Linked DNA regions of Zea mays: all the other regions are linked to region 3. A link is a contact called in public Hi-C data. All regions are on one chromosome and are shown on one strand. The core of a region is the stretch at or near the end of the contact, and the rest is flanking DNA. Distances in the headings are between cores, read along the strand shown. Region 1 overlaps LOC103650800 (mitochondrial thiamine diphosphate carrier 2-like). Region 2 holds the start of LOC103650800 (mitochondrial thiamine diphosphate carrier 2-like). Region 3 holds the start of LOC103650799 (homeobox protein LUMINIDEPENDENS).

The links. Hi-C and Micro-C count contacts between places; a contact is called where the count stands out from the background.
Region 1: a contact with region 3 is called in a Hi-C map of endosperm, with 2.7 times the contacts expected there. The contact joins the enhancer-like site here to the promoter of LOC103650799 in region 3. A contact is called at or near these places in 8 of 25 Hi-C or Micro-C datasets (bundle sheath, ear, endosperm and 2 more).
Region 2: a Hi-C map of leaf shows a contact between it and region 3, with 4 times the contacts expected there. The contact joins the promoter of LOC103650800 here to the promoter of LOC103650799 in region 3. A contact is called at or near these places in 9 of 25 Hi-C or Micro-C datasets (ear, endosperm, leaf and 1 more).

The regions. Positions count from the first base shown.
Region 1 is chr3:156,986,426-156,990,628 of Zm-B73-REFERENCE-NAM-5.0, forward strand. It overlaps LOC103650800 (mitochondrial thiamine diphosphate carrier 2-like), which reads right to left. Exons shown (of 8, transcript NM_001397176.1): 7 at 3,409-3,605; 8 at 2,722-3,007. The coding sequence ends at 2,980. Among protein-coding and RNA genes, the nearest start is that of LOC103650800, 24 kb to the right of the region's middle. Within about 2 kb of position 2,791, at least 11 of the 20 cell types and tissues checked have an H3K27ac peak or open chromatin away from gene starts, as enhancers often do. A contact at or near this core is called in bundle sheath, endosperm and leaf, where this site is marked.
Region 2 is chr3:157,009,884-157,014,313 of Zm-B73-REFERENCE-NAM-5.0, forward strand. LOC103650800 (mitochondrial thiamine diphosphate carrier 2-like) reads right to left here and starts at 2,813. Exons shown (of 8, transcript NM_001397176.1): 1 at 2,595-2,813; 2 at 185-301. The coding sequence starts at 2,720.
Region 3 is chr3:156,838,646-156,842,801 of Zm-B73-REFERENCE-NAM-5.0, forward strand. It overlaps LOC103650799 (homeobox protein LUMINIDEPENDENS), which reads right to left and starts at 1,613. Exons shown (of 13, transcript XM_008676368.3): 1 at 1,180-1,613; 2 at 470-497; 3 at 47-177. The coding sequence starts at 1,374.

The sequences.
Region 1 (4,203 bases), core at 1,541-4,040, 150 kb after region 3:
GTGGAGTTTGTCTTGAGGCCGAGGTCGACTTTGGGTGAGGCAGAGTTTGCGCCCAAGGTTCAGCCTGCGTTCTTGTCGTATCGTACGTCCCATCGTGGGTTGGTAGAAGGCGTGCGGGAACAGTGGTCACATGCGTCATTGTAGTTGATGAAGCTTGTTAGGACCGCGGTCTTGTTGCTCATGTTCAACTGCAACTTTGTGTGGGGTAGGTATGCGCATTGAATGCTCTTGTCCCCTGCGAACTTCGGCTGAGCCTTGCCTTGGGGTTGTCTTCCTTACCCGAGATGGGCTCAGGCGAGGCGGAGACTGTCGTTCTGGGGAGAGGGGACCTCGGCCGGGACAAGGATTCTCCCGAGTACACACCCTGTTCGAGGGCAGGCTCGTGCGAGGCAGAGTTATGGTGACCCCTGAGAGGGGCCTCGGGCGAAGAGTGAGTTATGATCCTTCGTCCTCGGGGAATGTGTCTTGATGGCGGTGTAGGGGTTAAGCGTGTTTTAGGGGCGTAATCTAGGTGCCCCTAATTACGATACCCGACAGTACCCCCGAGCCCTCCAAGGAAGTGTTTTGACACTTGTTTGGAGGCTCTTCTATTCTCCGTGCGGATACGCTGCTTAACCTTAAGAAGTGGAAGATTTTTTTCTGATGATGTGCTCGTGTGTGCTTTTACCTTGCTCACTCGAAATTTTTCCAAATTCGGGTATCCTTGTTCCTTGGGGTACAGGTGGTAATCAAATCGACAGTCATATGGTTTTCGATATGACTGCCCCCGGGGACCATGTTAATTCCGAGCTTATCTCAGAATGCCCCAGCTATCTCTTCTCTTACTATGTCAATAGCAACCGATGGTAGTCAATTGGCCCTTTGGTTCAACATAGGTGTGGGTGTTTTGGTATTATGTCGTCTTCTTGTCCATGGGTTTGGGTTTTCTGGGCATTAATGCTTGCCCCTGGTGGCTCATATGGCTGCTCATCTCTTTTCGGTCTTGTATGGAAGGCCAAAAAGTACTCGCCCTCACGTGTCTGGGCTATCGTATTATGGTACTAGGGTTTCGTGGGGTGTAACGATAGGTTTCGCTGGGACGGGTGTAAAAATGAGGAATGATAATTAATATTACGTTTTGTATACTCCGCGTTGGACTGTCCGGTCTGATACGCGGACCGTCCGGTGATGTATTCGAACTGTCCGGCTATATGCGCGGACGATCCGAAAGAGTCTGTTAGGGTTTGCGTAAAATGCAGTGGCCCTGGCTCGGATTTCGGTAACTCAGTTCGGAAAACAGGACCAGCTGTCATTGGTCAGGATGGTTCGCACTCAGGCATGGACGGTCCGGTCGTGCGTAGATCGGTGGATTTACTCTCGATCTGCGTAGGAGGTTGTAGTTGTCCAGAATATGTGTCTATCGGTATCCCATAAAGTGGTTGGGATTGGTCAAATTTATCAAATGCACGTGCTAGCCTCATATACTCGTCTTGCATAACCCGTATTAATCGTTGCATTTGTTCTCGTTGCTCATCTACGTAAGATCTAAGGGATTGGATTTCTTTTGTTTCACTTACTTTGAGGGTAGTTGTAGTAGGTTAGAGCGAAGCTAGATTAGTCGCTCGCTGCCGGACGACTTTTTGATTTCAGTCCACCTTAAAGTTGGCCAGGAACTTCACCTGGGCATCCTTGATTAGTTGTTACTTGTGCTCCTTGAACTCTCGCTGATCCTCAGTCGAAAGAGTTTTTATAGTCGGCTCGATGATGTTGCTGGGAGAGATGTCAGAACTATCTTTTGAACCAAACATTGATGGTCGATCTGATAGATCTTCACGTGATATCCCCAGCGGAGTCGCCAAAAAGTATGTTGACACCGAGCTAGGGGCTAATCACTGCAATGTGTATCAACGACGGTGCTCTCTGAAGTACCGCAGACAGTCCGCTGCCGAGAGCCAGACGATCCACGACCTGACGCAATGGCTAGGGTTCCTATTGACAAGCCGAACGGCCCGTGCCTGGTGGCCGAAGGGTCCGCGTATGCGTAGGGGTGGCAAAATTCGCCAATAGCACCTAGATCTCGCTCCTGAGAGGAACCCTGTTGAGGAGAGATCCCAGAGTTTGTCTTGCGATCGACAGGCCACCCAAAACATCTCTCTACAACGTTGAGCCGGAGAAAGGTGGAGATTAGAGGGAGAAAACTATGTTATTATATATTCCTAGGGAAAAAGTTAAAAAACTAAAGATATATTGATTGTTGATCGATTGTTAATATTCGTACCCTTCAAATATATAAGAGAAAGGTCTAGACCCGTTTCTAAACATTCCCCAATAACTCCCGTAAGATTAGAGGGATAAACCCGCAAAAAGATAGAAATTTGACCGTCTGATCTAATTCTATAACGGACCGTCCGCACCTAAGTCTGAATCGTCCGAGCCTCAATGCCGAACCGTCCGGCCATACCAGTGCCATAAATGATGCTCAACAAAATGGTCATACTCAGTACTATAAATGGTGCTCAACAAAATGGTTGAATAAATTACGACTGCCATCAACCATGAAATTTGTTCGGCTGCCCTACAACCGTAGCTGCTGCAGTCTGTTGCAGGTGCAATCCATATAAATAAAAAAGACTGTAGAAGACGCAGCCCCAACAAGCCGCAAGGAAAACATGACTGCAGCCGAGAAAAGATTCGTAACACGATCCCAGCAAAACTGCCGGCTGCTTTTGACTTAGTCATGTATGACGCGTCGCGATCACTAAGTTAGTTGTAGTCAGCCTTGTTTTACAAGCCAACGAATGCCCTACCACCACATTAGGCAATTGGGGAAAGAATAAGAAACGACAAAACAGCTCTTTTCTATGTAAGGCTTTACATGTATCGGATCTCTAGGAATTGTATGCACTTGACGATTGACCTTCCGGTCTCCATCCTCCATGTCCACGGTGTGCAAAAAGTTCTCGTCATGGTATCTTGATAGCTCCATGATCCATCAAGACCTCACTCAACTCCAGCCTTGCTCCCTATCCTGCAAATCAGTTTCAGGTTCTATCACTGCTCCGGACATGAACGAGCATGCAGACATCAACAAAGAAAACGTAAAACTTCAGGTTTGAAGAAAAGGTAGGGCTCAGTGCATAGACATCTAGAAATGCAAATTTTCGGTGACCAACTCGATTGCCGATTTGTGTAACGCCTAATAGTTTGCCAAAAACCCATGAGAGGACCTTACAAGCATGAATTATCCAGTTGATTTTAGCAGGCTCCCAAGTCCCAAACCTCGTATGGACTGCAAGATCCAATGGAACTGCAGCCTCTTCCAGACACAAGTGTATAACAGCATGGAGAAATAATATAAACAGCAACAGAAAAAACAGGGGGATAAAGTATTACTGCATTGAAGATTTTCACATCAGTATCGACTCTAACCAGTCTGAGATGTATTCATATGCCACAAATGTCACAGCACCAGCAGGGGCCGATTTCACCAAAGAGGGGAAAAGGCCCTTATAAAGGCCTCCAAATCCCTCCTTTGCGACAATCTCCTTTAGGGCATGGTACATGCCCTTGTATGTGCTGCTCTCAATTCGAGCTCCATACCTTGGATGGCGTTTTAGCCCTTCAATCTGCATTATGACCAAGGAAACCTGATCATCCCATGGCTAGCAATCTCAAGATAAACACAGCTAGAGTATAACAAAAGGCATGGAATCCATTATAAGAAAAGGCACTAAACACAGCTAGAGTATGTGAAATCTCAAGTAATTCATTGTCAACCTAAGAGCTTGTTCGGTTAGGGGTGGATCGAAGGGGATTAAATCACTTCTTAGTCAAAATTGAATAGAAAGAGATCCAATCCCCTCAATCCCTTCCGCTTCAGGTGAAACCGAACAAGGCCTAAATGGGTATTTATGCCTAAGAGGCGCTAAGGTCAACTCATTCGTCAATGAAGTGGTATACCAATGTACCACACTGCCATACTGGCAAGTGGCAACAAGCAAATATAACGGAACGGAAAGAAATGTCCTCAGTAAGTCAACAGAAACATAATGACACAAAGCATGCCCAGTAAACAAAAGAGACTACTAATATTAACTCAAAAGGATGCAGATATTCTATACAAGTAAATTTCACATAGTGACATAAACGACTGAAGGACAAGATCATAGTTTATAACATACACACATTCACACATGCAATTAAAAAAAAGTGGTCCAACATCGT
Region 2 (4,430 bases), core at 1,563-4,062, 170 kb after region 3:
CTATAAGGCAGGATTCTACCCAGCAAGAAGACGCCGTTTAGTTTAGCCTATTATAGATAGAGGCATGCCAGTGCAAGAGCAAGTATCTGTAGTTCTGTACTGGTCTGTTTCTCAGTAGCTCAATATGGCATAAATCAATAGCTCAATATGGCATAAACCAAGTGTGCAAAGGCAAGGCAGATACCGGTAAACCTTCCTCTCTGAGAATATCTTTGGTTGCTTGCAGAAGCCCAGTGTATTTGGAAGGTCCATATATATCCCTTCGAAGAATACCCCACGAGGTTGTGGGTTCTAACTGAACCTGCAGAGAATATTGAGGAAGCCTCTTAACATCCAAAATGGATATGGCTTTCACCAATAGAATATTTAAAAGATTACAATGTACCAAAAGGGCAAGTTTCATTTCGCCCGATGGCACCTGTGCTGCTTTCAATACTATCATGTAATTTAGTGGGAAAGCGATAAAATTGAGCAAAAAACACAAGTACAAAATTTCTGTCACATAATAGTCTGATCTTTGTTTTACTCAAACAAATTCCATTATTCCTTGGTATATTTGCAGAAAAAGGAAACCTCCAATTTGTGCAAACTAAGAAAGTGATTTCAACATCTCATTATCTGGCAAATAGGGCCCTCAAAACCATAATGAAGCATGCATCCAAGGATTCTTATCAAGGTTATATGCAATAAAAGTATGATTCAAAAAGAAAATCAGCATTTGTAAGCTTATTATAATGCACTTCCAGTGAGGTTACAAAAGTCAATAGATTAAACAGTAATCCCTGTCCTTAGTTTAAAAAAAACAGCATTTTCAACCATCCAAACTCAGTATAACCCATCAACATTTCTGCCTAAATGTATGGCAATCATGTACAGTAATGCCCAGACAAGCCACCACAACAAGGACATAAGCTAAAGCAGGCAACATCATCATAAACCAATACCCATCATGCCTATAAGTTAGATTCAGTTAGCTCAGAGAGGAAACAACTCCCAAACCATGCATTTAATCAGTTAATCCATGTGCACCTCGCGACTTCAAATACTACATATATCTAATCCATTCCAAATTGATCGAACCAAGTAGCTATCCAACACTCAAACCACAGATAAACAGAGACAAGCGCAGCCACAGGGACTCACAGACCGCCAAATTCCTGCAGATACGCAATGCAGGCACAAATCAGACGAACTACACGGCTTCGGGTATCCAACCACCAAACCTAAAGCTACAGCCTCCCAGAAAGACGGCAACACCCTAAAAAATTATGTCAGTCCCAAATGATCCCAACCAAGCAATTATACCATACCTAGTTCACGAATAAACAGTGGTGGTGCCCCAGCGAGCAGCACTGCGACAGCCCAGCCGAAGAATGTACCATGGGAGGAGAGATGTTAGGGGGTGGGATGACCTGGAAGCGAAAAATGTACCTCGCTTTCGATACTATAATGTAATTTTGGTTGGAAAGCTATAGTATCAAGTAAAAAATATGATCGTGTAATTTTAGTGGGAGAGCAATAATATCGGGTAAAAATACTATCATGTAATTTTAGTGAAAAAACAATAACATCAAGTAAAAAGTATGGGTACAAAATTATCCTGTCACATAATAGTCTGATCTTACTGTCTCCTACTACTCATATATCGTGTAATTTTAGTGGGAGAGCAATAATATCGGGTAAAAATACTATCATGTAATTTTAGTGAAAAAACAATAACATCAAGTAAAAAGTATGGGTACAAAATTATCCTGTCACATAATAGTCTGATCTTACTGTCTCCTACTACTCATATAAAATAAAATAATTCTTAGTATATTTGCAGAAAACGGAAACCCTCCTATTTGTGCAAACTAAGCAAGTGAGATTAGCTGTTCACTACCTAACAAAAGGGGCCCTCAAATCCATAATTAAGCATACATCCAGATATTCTTGTCAAGGTTACACGTGATGAAAGCACGATTCCAACGGAATATTGGCATTTGGTAAGCTTATTACAATGCACTTCCAGTGAGTTTGCAAAAGTCAATCGATTAAAAAGCAATCCCCACCCTAAGTTTCAGAAAACCAACACCATTTCCACCCATCCAAACTCAGTGTAGAACTCATCAACATTTCTGACAGAATGTACGGTGACCATAGGCAACATCATTCCTAAACCAGTAGCCACCGTGCCAGCATAATCCCTAAACCAATAGCCATCATGCGTAGCAGTTAGTGCGGAGGTGAAACCGTTGCCAAACCACGCAGTTCATCTTCAAATACCACCTACACCTAATCCGTTTCAGTTTCCGAATTGATCAAACCAGATAGCTACCACACGCTCAGACAACAGGCAAACGCAGACGCACAATTACTCCAGAGATGAAATGCAGTGGCTTGCCGTATCCAAACACCGAAACTACAGCGTCCCAAGGGACACACCAGCACCCTCAAAAATTCCGCCAGGTGATCCCAGCCGAGCAATCGAGAAATCCTAGGGTACCTAGCTCGCGAACAAACGGCGGCGGTGCCCCAGCGAGCAGCACCGCGACAGCCCGGCCGGAGAATGTACTACGGGAGGAGAAGGGAGATATTAGGGGGGGCGGGAAGACCTGGAAGCGGATTTTGATGACGTCGAGGGGGGAGGTGACGGTGCGGGAGATGCCGCCGGAGATGGCACCCGCGAGCGAGTCCACCAGCGCCCTCCGCATCTGCGACGGCTCCTCCCCGGAGCCCATCGGCTGCGGCGGCGAGGCGAGAAGGGGCGAGACAGGGTCACGGGGGTGAGAAAGGAAGAGAGCGAGAGATTAGGGGGTGTGGTGGTTTGGCTTTTGGAGGAAAAAGAGGCGGTATGGCTCTTGGCTTCCGAGGCCGGGGGCTGCCGCGTCGTGGTGCCTGGCTGCCTGGTGGGCGCGGCCGGCGTGGGTCGGTGTGCGGCTCTGCGCGAAGAGGCCAGAGGCGCAGCGCAATCGCTCTACTAGCCTCCCTCGGTCCCTGCCTTTTGACGAGACGCCGGTGGAGGATGGGCACCGCCGAGTTTGCTCGATGTTGCTGCCGTTGCCACGTTGGACTGAGGAGCTGAGATTGACAATTCCAGACGGGCGGCCAGCACGCCAGATTTCTGTTCCACGTCCTGGGCTTATATTTTGGCGCCCTTAAAATCTGGTGTGCTGCGGCGTTGAACTGACGCGTCAGTTGAATCAACCAGTCAAAATTGCTCGTGCACGTGCATGGCAGAATTTACTCGTGACAGTAGAGCCTGTTTCGTGGAATAGTTTGATGAATCTAGTACGGAATATACTCCTCTCGATTTAATTTATAATTTATTTGGCTTTTTTCTACCAAAATTTGACTACTCGTTCTATTATAAAATCATAACAAATATTAAATTTGACTATAAGAATAACTTCGAAATTTTATTTTTTATCAAAAGACTAAATAAGGCAAGTTGATCAAACTTGTTAAAAATCAAACGGATTATAATTTAGTAAGGAAAGGAGTATATGATTAACAGGATGAGAAAAGGTTAGAGTCCTTTCCTCGTTAAAAAGAAAAATGGTCGCATCCTGCATGTGGGCTTCCATCGCCCGTACGCGCCTCCAAAAGCACTTATGTGGCCCCGTCCAAAAAAAGTGTACCTTGGTGCGGCACCAAAGCTAAAGAGTTGGAGTGAGCAACAGATGATTTATAACAACACTTATAAGCTACGTTGTGTTTCTGGTCGGTATAGCACTAATCAAACAAATCTCATAGCAGCGCCTGTGTCCTATCGATTTGTGTGGCCCAGCGGTTCGTGCGGCCCAATATTCCTCCATTGTCCCTCCTCTTCAACGTGTGGCACAATGGCCTCTGACCTGAGTATCCCCCTCTTCGTGACCAGCACTTCGACAGAACCGTCCACGCCCCGCCCTCCACTTCTTCCCCGTTCTCGCTACGCTCCCACCCGCTGTGTAAACAAGTCGGCAACCACTGTGAAAACATCTTAGCCCTTATTAGTGGGTTGTTACCCTACAGATAGACCGTGCGAAACCATCTAAGTCTAACATGATTGGAGCCACACACAACGCTCCCACATAAAACAACTTTGCTAGCTAAAGGAGAACGAACGACCGAGTGAGCTATAAAAAGAGGATCATGCTCCATTCCAGCGTGTACCTTTATAGTCATTTTAGCTAATATAAAGTGTAATATTTGATGCGCATTGGCATTGTAATAGTGTTGTCTTTAGTTTACAGGGTGTTAGGTTTTCCGAGCTAAAATTTGGTCCCTATCACGTCGAATGTTTGGATGATAGTTAGAAGTATTAAATTTAGTCTAGTTATAAACTAATTACATAGATGAGTATTAAATGGTAAGATAAATATATATTAAACTTAATTAGTTTATGATTCGCTCATGTGATGATACAACGAACATTTGCTATATATAAATTAAGTAGGCTTAATAAA
Region 3 (4,156 bases), core at 363-2,862:
CAAATGGAAGTACAGAAAAGCATCAGATGGGAGATGTGGAGCAGACCTGTGTAACAGTGACCCCACAGAGTAAACTAATTTCTCGGGTTTCTTTTTTGCCAAGAATGTCCTTCAAGGCAAAAAGTGACTGCATGCACTTAACTGCTTTTGGATTCAACAGATCCCTTGGCCTCTTACCTGCAGAACTTTAACTAACATTAAATAGTGCTTAGAAGTTAGAACAGCATGCAATAGTTACAAAAAGATGGGATAATTGAAGAAAAATCAGATCTCATGTCACTTTAGACTCTCGAAGAATTCAAGCATAATCTCATGAAGTTTTTCAGCAATCGGGTTCAGAACAATACCCAATTGTCATATGTTAGCTATACTACATCATGGTGTTATGCCATTTTATCAATATTGTATGCCAAGACATCCACCACACATGCTGTGCCAATGCAAATTCAATCAATGTGGACAAACTGACCTATCTTGATAGACAATGCACCGGCAGCCTGCAAGAACAAACCAAATATACTACATAAGTCAACGGATGAATAGAAATAATTTAGCTGAAAATGGTGATGACGACTCATGGACAAGCAGGGTGTTCAAACACTATAGAAAGCTAATAGTACAGAAAGAGGGCGGGCAAGCAAAACATGGAAGCAGAAAAAACGTGTGCCCACAATCTTGAACCTTAATATCCAGCATCCACTCAAAAGTATATTCTTTCGATATTCATGATCCATAATACATAAACACAATAACATTGCAACGATGTATACAAAACAGCGTGCGACGTGATGAAGTTAACGATGATTTAACAATTGCAGTAAGGAAGGTTCAGAACAGCTTTTTTCAACAATGCTGCAGTAAACAAATAGATTTCTGTTAATTGTATTCCGTAGTAACACAAGCATTCATAATCTAAATATTAGAAGAACTTTCCTAATTTCAGGAATACGAATAAATTTCCAGTTCCCACCATGGAGCGCCGCAGTATGTAGGAACTATGATGAAGCACAGCCTAAAGTTAGACAGATCATATATCACCATTATTAGGAACCTGTGGTTTTACCCACGCCCAATCGCATATATATACTTCACCAGAAATTGGCCAGCTCACATCATGCAACGGGAGAAGCTCAATAGATGAATAGAACAAGGCAAGCATTGAAGACGGGAGTTGCTCACCATCTCCTGGGCGAGGGGGTTGACGCCGGTGAGGCGGCACTGAGCGACGACGAGGCGTTGGAGCTGGTCCACCTGTTCGTGCAAAATCTCCTGCTGCGCCGCCACCATCGCCGGGATCGAGCCCGCGCCGGCAACGGACCCGGAGCCCACCTCGACGAGAGCTCCTGCCGCGGGCTTGACGAGGACGAGCTCCATGGCCCCCACGGGGGGCTGGGCATCAGGTTGCCGCCTCCGCCGCTGCTCTCTTCGACGTCGTGCCTGGCTAGGGGAGTCAGCACGGCGGCGGGCTAGGGTTTGGAGCTGGGCCGATAGGAGGCGGAACGAGATGAGGAGGCGAGGGAGACGAGATGGAAAGAGTCGAGGTGGGAGACAAGGACAGGGTTTTTTTTTCCTCTTTCGCTTCCGTAATTAGTTAGCGGATTGTTAATTAACATAACAGTGCTCAGGGGTCATCGCCTGTTACTGAGGCAGTGGGCGCCACGATGTTAGTACTATCCTTTTTAGTTTCTATAAATTAATTTTTTTTAGTTGCTTTATTTTATTTTATTTTAATGCTTAAATTGTTTAATAAGAAAACTAAAAATTTATTTAATTTTTTGTATTTAGCAATTTAATTATTAATGAATAAAATATAGGAACTAAAAATAAGTCCTAGAAAACAAACATCTTTAAGCCTAGTTTGGGTACTCTAGTAATGAGAGAGATTATAGTAGGTTAGGATATATTATGGGAGTTTTTTGATCTATTGGGGATTTAAACGCTCTTCAATCTCTCTGAAAAGGAAATAGGGTTAACATTTTCCTACGATTATTTTTGGTGGTTAAATGTCCAACACAAATATATGAACTAACTAGTTTGCTCTAGAACTCATGTATTACAGGTGCATAAGGTTCAACACAAACCAATAAAAGATTCAAGTTAGGGACTAAATTGAAATGGAGCAAAGAACCTGAGTGTGCAGTGGACTGGCGCACCGGACTGTCCGGTGTGCCACCGGACAGTGTCCTGTTCACCATGCCCATACAACTCCGAAGCAGCCACTCTCAGAAAATCAACGGCGCCCTCCGCTATAATTTATCGGACTGTCCGGTGTGCCAACAGAGCAATGACTACCTCGCGCCAACGATCGACTCTGACAGCAGGGACAGCGCAGCGCAGAAGTCAAAGCGCACCGGACTGTCCGATGTCGCAAGAGGACAAAGCTCCAACGGTCGCCCGAGCTCCGAACCCTAACGGTTGGGTGACGTGGCAGCGCACCGGACACTGAACAGTGTCTGTCCGGTGGCGCACCCGAACAGCTACCTTGGTGGTTGGGGGCTATAAATACCCCCCAACCACCACAACATCAAGCATCCAAGCATTCCAAACATTGCATTCAATACAAGAGCAAAAGACTCCACTCCAAGACACATCAAATAGATTGGATCCTCTCCAAGCCACTAAATCAACTCAATTCCATTAGGGACTTGAGAGAGGGTTTTCTTGTGTTCTTTGTTGCTCTTGTTGCTTGGCTTGGCCTTTTTCTTTTCCATTCTTATTCTCAAGTGCTTTGTAAGCGAGGCAAGAGACACCAAGTGTGTGGTGGTCCTTGCGGGGTCTTAGTGACCCGTGAGATTAAGGAAGAAGGCTCACTCGGTCTAAGTGACCGTTTGAGAGAGGGAAAGGGTTGAAATAGACCCAGCCTTTGTGGTCTCCTCAACGAGGACTAGGTTCTTTGGAACCGAACCTCGGTAAAACAAATCATCGTGTTCATTCGCTTGATTCTCATTTGACTTGTTTCCCCCCTCTCTCCCAGACTCGATTTCAGTTCTAACGCTAACCCCGGCTTGTAATGTGTGTTTAAAGTTGTAAATTTCAGATTACGCCTATTCACACCCCCTCTAGGCGACTTTCAATTGGTACCCGAACCAGTGCTTCATTAAGAGTCTAACAAACTCGAAGTGATGTCTGGAGATCACGCCAAGAGGGAGATCGTGACCGGCGACAAGCCCGCGAGCTCAGGGAGAACCCTTTCAAGGGAGTCCGACAACAAGCATAAGGAGGAATCCTCTTCCTCCATCAAGTCGCACCGGAGAGGTGACAAGAAGAAAAAGATGAAGAAGGTGGTCTACTACGAGACCGACTCTTCGTCACCCTCCATATCAAGCTCCGACTCGTCCGTTGCTTCTAAGCGCCATGAGCGCAAGAAGTATAGTAAGATGCCCCTACGCTATCCTCGTATTTCAAAGCGCGCTCCATTACTTTCCGTTCCCTTAGGCAAACCACCATTTTTTATGGTGAAGATTATTGTATGTGGAGTGATAAAATGAGGCATCATCTAACCTCACTCCACGAAAGCATATGGGACATTGTTGAATTTGGAGTGCAGGTACCTAAGGTGGGGGACAAAGACTACGACTCGGACGAGGTCGCGCAAATTAGGCACTTTAACTCCCAAGCCACGTCTATACTCCTCGCCTCCTTGTGTCGAGAGGAGTATAAAAAGGTGCAAGGGTTAAAGAGTGCCAAAGAAATTTGGGACGTCCTCAAAACCGCGCACGAAGGGGACGAGGTGACCAATATCACCAAGCGTGAAACGATCGAGAGAGAACTCAGTCGATTCGTCCTCAACAAAGGGGAAGAGCCACAAGCCATGTACAACCGGATCAAGACGATGGTCAACCAAGTGCGCAACCTTGGGAGCACCAAGTGGGATGACCATGAAATGGTCAAGATTATTCTCAGATCACTTGTTTTTTGTAATCCCACTCAAGTGCAACTAATCCGTGGAGACCCTAGATATAAACAGATGTCTCTCGAGGAAATAATTGGCAAGTTTGTGAGCTTTGAGCTTATGATCAAAGACTCCAAACATATTGTCAACTTGGAGCAAGGCGCCACCTCTACACCCGAGGTGCAACCCATCGCATTCAAAGCGACGGAAGAAAAGAAGGAGGAGTCTACACCAAGTAGGCTTCCAATCGACGCCTCCAAGCTC